Regions from separate parts of the Bombyx mori genome. Here region 2 is linked to region 1. The links are chromatin contacts, called in public Hi-C maps. All regions are on one chromosome and are shown on one strand. Each heading gives the region's core, a stretch centred on a gene start, on an enhancer-like site or on the middle of the called end of the contact. The rest is flanking DNA. Distances are from core to core; before and after follow the strand shown. Region 1 holds the start of Eif-4a (eukaryotic translation initiation factor 4A). Region 2 holds the start of LOC101740883 (lysine--tRNA ligase).

Evidence for each region. A called contact is a pair of places that touch in the nucleus more often than the background predicts.
Region 2: a Hi-C map of posterior silk gland shows a contact between it and region 1, with 2.4 times the contacts expected there. The contact joins the promoter of LOC101740883 here to the promoter of Eif-4a in region 1. A contact is called at or near these places in 2 of 7 Hi-C or Micro-C datasets (posterior silk gland and whole pupa).

What each region holds. Positions count from the first base shown.
Region 1 is chr4:11,869,525-11,873,652 of ASM3026992v2, forward strand. It overlaps Eif-4a (eukaryotic translation initiation factor 4A), which reads right to left and starts at 1,720. Exons shown (of 8, transcript NM_001043911.1): 1 at 1,685-1,720; 2 at 892-1,267; 3 at 595-809; 4 at 378-525; 5 at 160-291. The coding sequence starts at 1,707.
Region 2 is chr4:12,084,817-12,088,944 of ASM3026992v2, forward strand. LOC101740883 (lysine--tRNA ligase) reads left to right here and starts at 1,742. Exons shown (of 8, transcript XM_004930924.2): 1 at 1,742-1,977; 2 at 2,155-2,527; 3 at 3,476-3,727. The coding sequence starts at 1,943. It overlaps LOC101742902 (protein Mo25), which reads right to left and starts at 819. Exons shown (of 7, transcript XM_038021786.2): 1 at 443-819; 2 at 38-223. The coding sequence starts at 166.

The sequences.
Region 1 (4,128 bases), core at 470-2,969:
GTAAATCATATAATTTTCCTAGTTAAAATATTATGTATATTTTGGTTTCAGAAATAATTTCCTTACTGTATAGTCCATGGTATATATACCTCAGCAACAAACTTAGTTTGTTGTTTATCATTATCTTCTAAAATACAAGTATAATTTGAAATAACAAACCTTGCGACGGGTGTTGCAGAAAATTACAGCTTGTGCAATAGACAGTGTATCATACAGGTCACACAGAGTTTCCAGCTTCCATTCTTCTAATTCAATTGCAATGTAAAATTGTTTAATACCTTCCAGGGTAAGCTGAAAATATTTAAATTATATTAATTAAATTTTTTATTTATTTCTTCAAAGAAATATATTCAAGCAGTTTATACATAAGATCTTACCTCTTCCTTCTGTACAAGTATGCGTACAGGATCTCTCATAAAGCATCGAGATACTTCCAATACATCATCAGGCATGGTAGCAGAGAGTAATATGACTTGAACATCAGCTGACAACATCTTGAAGACATCATGGATCTGGTCCTTGAAACTAACAAATTAAATTTAAATTAAGAACCTAATATGAGGTTATCGATACATTTAAAAAACAATAGCTTACCCTCTGGACAACATTTCATCAGCTTCATCAAGAACAAAAAGTTTGATGGTGTTGGCATGAAGCGCACGACGAGTTATCATATCATATACACGACCTGGAGTGCCCACCACCACATGAACACCACTCTCCAGTTGGCGAATATCTTCACGGACATTGGTGCCACCAATGCAAGCATGGCATTTAGCATTCAAGTGATCACCAAGAGCTATCACCACCTACGAAATGTTTCACACTGTCAATAAAAGGCAATAACACAAAACGATATTCACTCAACACAAACTTATTGTCCAAGCGTACCTTCTGAATTTGTTGGGCCAGCTCTCTTGTGGGAGCCAGGATCAAAGCTTGACATTCACGAATGCTTGTATCGATTTGTTGTAGAATCGATATAGAGAAAGTAGCAGTTTTTCCAGTTCCTGACTGGGCTTGAGCGATAACATCGCGTCCTTGGATGCAAGGCATTATTGCGCGTTGCTGGATTGCAGAAGGTTTTTCAAAACCATAGGCGTATATGCCTCTCAACAATTCTTCTTTGAGGTTCATGTCATCGAAGGTTTCGACAACTTGATCCCAGTCGGTGTCAAGTGTCCCAGGGTCCATTCCCGGAGGTCCATCGTAACTACCTTGATCCTTCGATGGCCCATTTTTGGAATCCTCTGGCCAATCTTCTGACCTATAATACAGAATGAAATAATAAATTAATAAGAATGTTTTTTTCCAAATTTAAGATATATTTCATTGATCGTTAGGTTGCAAAATTAGCGACTTTTTTTGTATTAGTAAAATCAGCAATTATTTTTAGTCTATTGTTTTCAATTACATTTATAAACCACTTTCAATTCTTGGGGTGGGCGACACAAATGTAATATATTAATAAAAAACACGTGCGCTACTAAAACTTGCAGTGCAATTGTGTCCCTGCCAGCGCCATGTTGGCAATCGGCGACACGGACTTCACATCTAAAATTTCCAAACTATGCAAAAACTATTGAAGTTATGAATTGTAGACGAAATAACGAAGTAATATGTGTTTTCCTGAACACTATCTTTCATATGGTACAAATTAAATAAGCTTTGAAAGCAATCTTACCTTCTTTCAGACGAATAAGACATGTTTCAACCGCAGTAGCTGAACGGAAAAGAACTAGCAAGGTCAAGTTGAGCTAACAGGAGCTTTTTACATAAATTTTACAGAACACTGTTTGTCCTAATTTATATTGTAGACAAAAAATTTAATAATTTTTTATTTAATTTTTAAAATGATTTAAGAAACGGTAATGTGTAGATTCTTCAAACTATGACTAAATACTTTTATTTGAGAATTTTAGTACCGGAAGTGAGTCATAGACAATTGTAAGTATTTTCAATAGATACCAAAAAGTTTGTGCCATTCTAGCTTGTAATTTTGGTATAGATATATTTAATCAAAAGGTATTTAAAAAACGCCTTTGCCAGATATTTAAAGATTTGATTGTTTTACAAAGGTTCTATGGGTATTTCAGTTATTTAAAAAAAAAAAGCGTTAATTTCGCTTTTAGCATTTTTAAGAATACGAAAATTGACGGTATTGATTTTTAAGCTATTTCTGCCTTCATAGCAGTTTACTACTGATTTTTTTCCCCTAACTATTCGCTGGTAGCGTAAGAGGTTCTTCCAGCTACGTCCGGATGGGTAGGTGACTCGTGGTGGCTCACGGGCTTAACCTGAGAGAATTCGCTAACACTAGCCCTAACAAGAGCAGTGATTCGCAGAATCCGCCACCGGATCGGAATTGCAACCCACTTTCTTTTAATCCCGCGACAAATTCAGAGGGCTGTGTCTATGGATTAGTTCACTCGTCGAGCTCTTCGTTGTAATTGGCGAGCTTGACGAGAACGGTGACCGGTGATTCAAAATCGATATTTTTTTATTCTACCTAATCGTTAGTAATCTAAGGAGCAATTCCAACTACGCACAGAAGGCTAGATGAGTTCATGAGGCTTAACCTGAGAGATATTAATCCAAAAAGCCTTTGGATCATCAACATATACTTATTATTGTAAATTAAATCATTTATTTAACTGAGATATCTGAATATGACACACTTTAATTTTCACTGATGAGAATGACTGGTTTTGTTCCCAACGTTGGTAAAGATGGCCAATCAGCTTTGAAAAGGTGACCGTTTTTAGCTCAAAAATAATTCAGGTAAATTATGGCTGTGCTTATCCTTAAATAATTCTAAATAATAAAAATAATTATATAAGAAAAGGGAAATTCATTCGAAATAGTATTTTAATAAAAAAAAACACTATTATTTAGTGATCAATAATAGTGTTTGTTTTTTACAAAAGTACAAAGTCTTAGTAAATCATTTCAGAATTGTAGATTACATACATCATGCCAATAGTTTCCAAATTGTTTGGTTCAAATACTGTTGATGTCTATATTTTTTATATTTTTTTTTATTTAGCAGCAATTTTAACCGTAATTACGGTAGACATGCCGTAATTTTGCTCGATTTTGCTCGATTTACTACCTACCATACCACCTCTTATACGGTAAAAAAAATTACCGTAATTTACGATTTTGTAATTTTACCAATGATTGACATTGAAATTTTGATTTTCGTTGTTTTTAAATTTTTTGAAAATCTTTTGGGCTGAGACGATCACTAACAAATAGCTGTAAGGTTACGGTAAGCAGTGAATTGGCTTTGCCCCTGGCATTGCTGAAGTCCATGGGCGACGGTAATCACTCACCATCAGGTGGGCCGTATGCTCATTTGTTTACAAGGGCAATAAAAAAAAACTGTGGAGGATCATCAGGCAGACGCCAATGGATAAGGAGAGATATTAAGAAAACCCATCCATCCAAGAGAGCACTGACCTGGAAAGTGTCTGGCAAAAGGAAAAGAGGCCGTCCCAAAACAACTTGGCGTTGCTCGGTGGAGCAGGAGCTGGGCGTCTTGGGCATGACGTGGGAGGAGCTAGAACAAACTGCCCAAGACCGATGTAAATGGAAGGATTTGGTTTGAGCACTACACCACAGCAGAGGGTAATAGGAAAGAAAGATTTTTTTTAGATCAGGTGACATTGATATTAATATGACAGCACTAATAATCTAATCAGGGAATCCCCGCCCTCCGTGCTCATTCCACCACGTTTCATCCGTTCATAAGCTGACCAAATAGAAAAGTATGTAATCAAATTAAATGAAATGTACTATTATTTATTCATTCATTCATTCATATATTTTAATGTTGTTCTGTTGGTTTTCAATGTAACGATTATAAGGTAAAGTTTCGTATCATTAAAATTACAAAAAAACATTTTTCCTTTTGTGAGTTGTTAAATGGCTAGTATAGACAGTAATAGTGATGGTAATGGCCCCCCTACTACAAAAAAATAAAAGACTCGGGTCGGAGAAAAACAAAAAAATAAATATAAACAGAAATTTCGATCTGAATTGTAAAGTAACATGGACTTTTCATCTTGGTTAAGTGAGCACCTGACTTATCTACTTAAAGCTATATGCGTCTTATGTGCTGTTAAT
Region 2 (4,128 bases), core at 492-2,991, 220 kb after region 1:
TTACTACAAAAATTGGCAAAATATTAATATTACTTACCAAATTCTTGCTCACGTCTTCTTGAGCTTTTTCAGCTTTCTTATCACCCCTCTCTAAAGCCGTCACGGCATCTTTTAACGATCTAACAAGCTCCGCAGGGCTTTTCTGAGACTTACCAAAGAGAGGCATAGTATTAAGGCGACTTGGGCAGGTGATATAAGTAATTATGTCTACATAAGATTGTACCTAAAACAAAAAATTACAGACGCATACATTTTTCCGCGATCATAACAAAAAATAAAACCGTACTTACTTCGATTTCCACGAGAATGTTAGGGAAGCGAAATTTGACAAATTAAAAGCGACTGCCAACCTGGCTGGTTTAAAGAATTAAGAAAATGTTTATAATATGCTACAAATTGCATTTTTGAAAGGAAATAGACTTAAAACACACGTAAAACTTACTTTTGGATAAATTATTGTAATTTTCAATATCACGACAATTCACACGAATGGAACAGCTGTGATGTCAATACAACTATTACCATACTTAAAAAATCGATACATTTAACATTGGCACCTCAACATCGAAATTACATTTAATCTGCGTCTCAAAAAGAAAGAACTTCACTGATGGTATTTACAATGCAACTAATCTCGGAATCCTGGTATTGCGAAAATTTGTCTATTATTGCGTAAAATAGAAAGCAAGAAACACTGATTTACTCCTCTACCACCTCACGAGTGCATCTACCACCAAAATCGCGTTCTTTGAGTAGATCTTGTAAGAAAATCAGCTGACTCCTGTTATGGGTTACTTTTCACCTCAAACTCTTCGACGAGTGCCACATATACAGCTACCTATGCTTTGGATGTTGCTAGCATTAGTACCAATAGCGTCCAACAGCACCGAGAGTAGAACAGGAGGATCTTTAAAGACATATCTGGGGCACAGGGGATTACCAATATTCACAGCATTAACAACTTATTATTAGGATTCCATGGACAGCCCACCGCACGAACATCTCGGTCCTACATCAGCTTAAAATGGAGAACGCTCAACGCCTGTCTGCCACCTGTCTGCAACGCATAATGCGCTACTTTGGCCACGTTGCCCGCAGAGGTGTAGACAACTTGGAACGTATGATGGTCACAGGGAAAGTAGAAGGAAAACGTCCTAGAGGTCGGAGCCCCAAACGTTGGTCCGACCAGATCTCCGAGCAAACCAGCGGACCACTTAGCGCTGCACTACACCAGGCAACTGACCGGAAACGATGGAGGCTGACAGTCGACAAGCTAAATCGGAGTCACGATCCTCAGCAATGAGGGAGCGATGGAGAAGAAGAAGAAGAACAACTTAAATGCAGCTACCGATCTTGAGACCTAAGTTCTAAGTTTTAGTTTATAAGTACAACGACTACCCAACCCTTCAAACCGAAACACTTATTGCTTCAAGGCAGAAATAGGTAGTAGTATCTACCTGCGTGGGCTTATTTGACATTTTACCAGGCAATTGTTAAGATAATAATACTTTGATTGTAATGTTATAAAAACAGTGAGCAATTCATAGTGAAATGGATGGTGTACAAATAAATAAATGTTTAAATTAGTGAAGTCGTTTATTTTTACTCTTGAATACAAAAATATAATTAAAAATATAAAATTTTAAATGAACTTTTATTGTTTTTTTTTTTGCGATTTGCAGTTGTGTGTAGGATTGCAATACAGTATTAAAAGATTTCCCATCTGGCAGCACTATGAAGTAGATAATATAAATAGCCACTACATAAATACCTATCTCACGTTTCGTGGCCATTCTTTCGTACTACCAAAAGTAAATAATATTGTCCGGATTTCAACAGTTGTCTGTGGTTTTGACGTTGAGTGAACGTGTAAGTCAGGGTCAGGCACTCAAGTTGTATTTTTATATCGATATTAAGGTTAAGTGAATTAAGTCCGATAGCCATGGCAGAAAGTTCCACTGAAAAAATTTCGAAAAAGTGAGTATTCAAAAGCAAAGTCATGTTTAGTTTAAAACTTTTACTGATTGCCTCTGCCAGAAATAAAGTCATCGGCCGATGCACTAACCTATCCACCGCCGTTAGCAAAGGGTTGGTTACTTTTTAGTTATTTTTTTCGTTTTGGCTGTCATGTTTTCTCATTCCAAAATATTTTAGCGAACTGAAACGAAGGTTGAAAGCTGAAGAAAAGTTAAGGGAGAAGGCCGAAAAAGCTTCACAACAGCCGGTCGTTGCCGCTGAAAAGAAACCATCTAAACAAGAAGAAGAAATTAGTCCTAATGAATATTATAAATTACGATCTGGAGCTGTAGCTGCCCTAAAAAATGGACTCAAAGAAGATCATCCATATCCTCATAAATTCAATGTTAGCATTTCCTTGGAGGAATTCATAGAAAAGTATCAGAACTTGAACAACGGAGATGTTTTGGAAAACGTCACTTTGTCAGTGGCTGGTAGAGTTCACTCCATTAGAGAATCAGGAGCGAAACTAATATTCTATGATTTAAGAGCTGAAGGGGCTAAAATCCAGGTAATTTTATTACAAGCAATAATATTTACAATAGGTACATTATTTGGACCCAGTTTCATTAAAATGATAAAATAACTGGTGATTTTTTGTTATTCCAAAAATCAATTGTGTCTTTAGAACAATTGATATTACCCCTCTTGGCTTAGCCCTTGTTCGCCCACCTGTCCTGGTGAAACTGGAAAGGCCTCCAGCCCACCAATAATCCTTGCTTCATAAAACAAAACATTAGTATTGTTTATTAATCCATTAATAATTTTAAAGATGAGTATTGAATATAATTTTAAGTATTCTGAGATTGCTGCCTTTGGCCATTGAAGACTAGGACCTTTATCTTATACCTTTAAATGAGCAATTCTTGTACATTAATATATTATATAATCTGAATTTCGGAAACGGGTCCAATGATTTTTATAAAATTTAGTATACAGGGGATTTGGGGGGTGATAAATCGATCTAGTTACGATTTATTTTCAGAAAATGTTGTTTTATTTGTGTTTTCAATAATCGACTCTTCCCGACAGCTATTGGCGAATAATAATACTATTTTTCTTAATTCAGGGCAACTAACCACTTTAAAGAAACAACAAGATGGCTTTATCAAAAAAAAAAACCCAGCAAAGCTCGGTCATCATCTAGTGTATGTGGTTGCGGTAAATTACAGCCTGTAATAGACTAATGAGAGTTCAGTAGAGACGTTTTTTCATTAAAAAAATAAAACATAAAATATTACTTTCTTTATCAAAATGTACCTCAAATTTGTGGTGTCTGTGTTACTTTTATGTTAATGAAAACTTCTGAAAAGGTACTATTTTATGAAGAAACAAGTTAAAGCATTTGTTCCAAAATGTATCTCGAATGTTATAGTTTGTCATTACCAACACCTGTGTAATTATTTGCTGACCAAGTGTATTTATGTCTATATTTAGTCTTAATTGAAAAATTTTTCAGGTAATGGCTAATGCAAAACTATATGAAACAGAAGATAAGTTTTTTAAAGATACTGATAAATTACGCAGAGGTGATATCATTGGTTGTGTGGGCCATCCAGGTAAAACTAAGAAAGGAGAACTTTCTATTATCCCGAAAAATATAAAATTGCTTGCACCATGCCTTCATATGTTGCCGCATTTACATTTCGGTCTCAAAGACAAAGAAACCCGCTTTAGAAAAAGGTATCTGGACCTTATTTTGAATGATAAGGTGAGCAAAAAAAACATTGACGATTGTCCTTAGTTTGTATTACCACAATTTTTTTTAACACCCAATCTTTAAACATAGCCTAGTTACATATTGCTCATCAAATCTGTTTATTTTTTTACCCTTTTATAGAATAGTAGTTTCTCTATTTGTCAGAGGCATTTATTACTTAACACGTTTTTTTTGTCACAAAGGAGAAGTCAATTTCCTTTAACAGCTACCAGGGTAATATATTTTCTAAGTGTGGCTTGGCTGTAACCTTGTCACAGTCAATCTCCATGATGAATCTCCATAATATTTCGGGTGGTGGGGCATATTGTGAACTTGTATGGGTAGGAACTGCCATCCCGTTCATACTGTTAAAACTGAGACCTTAGAACTCTGTCTCAAGGTGGGGGGCGACA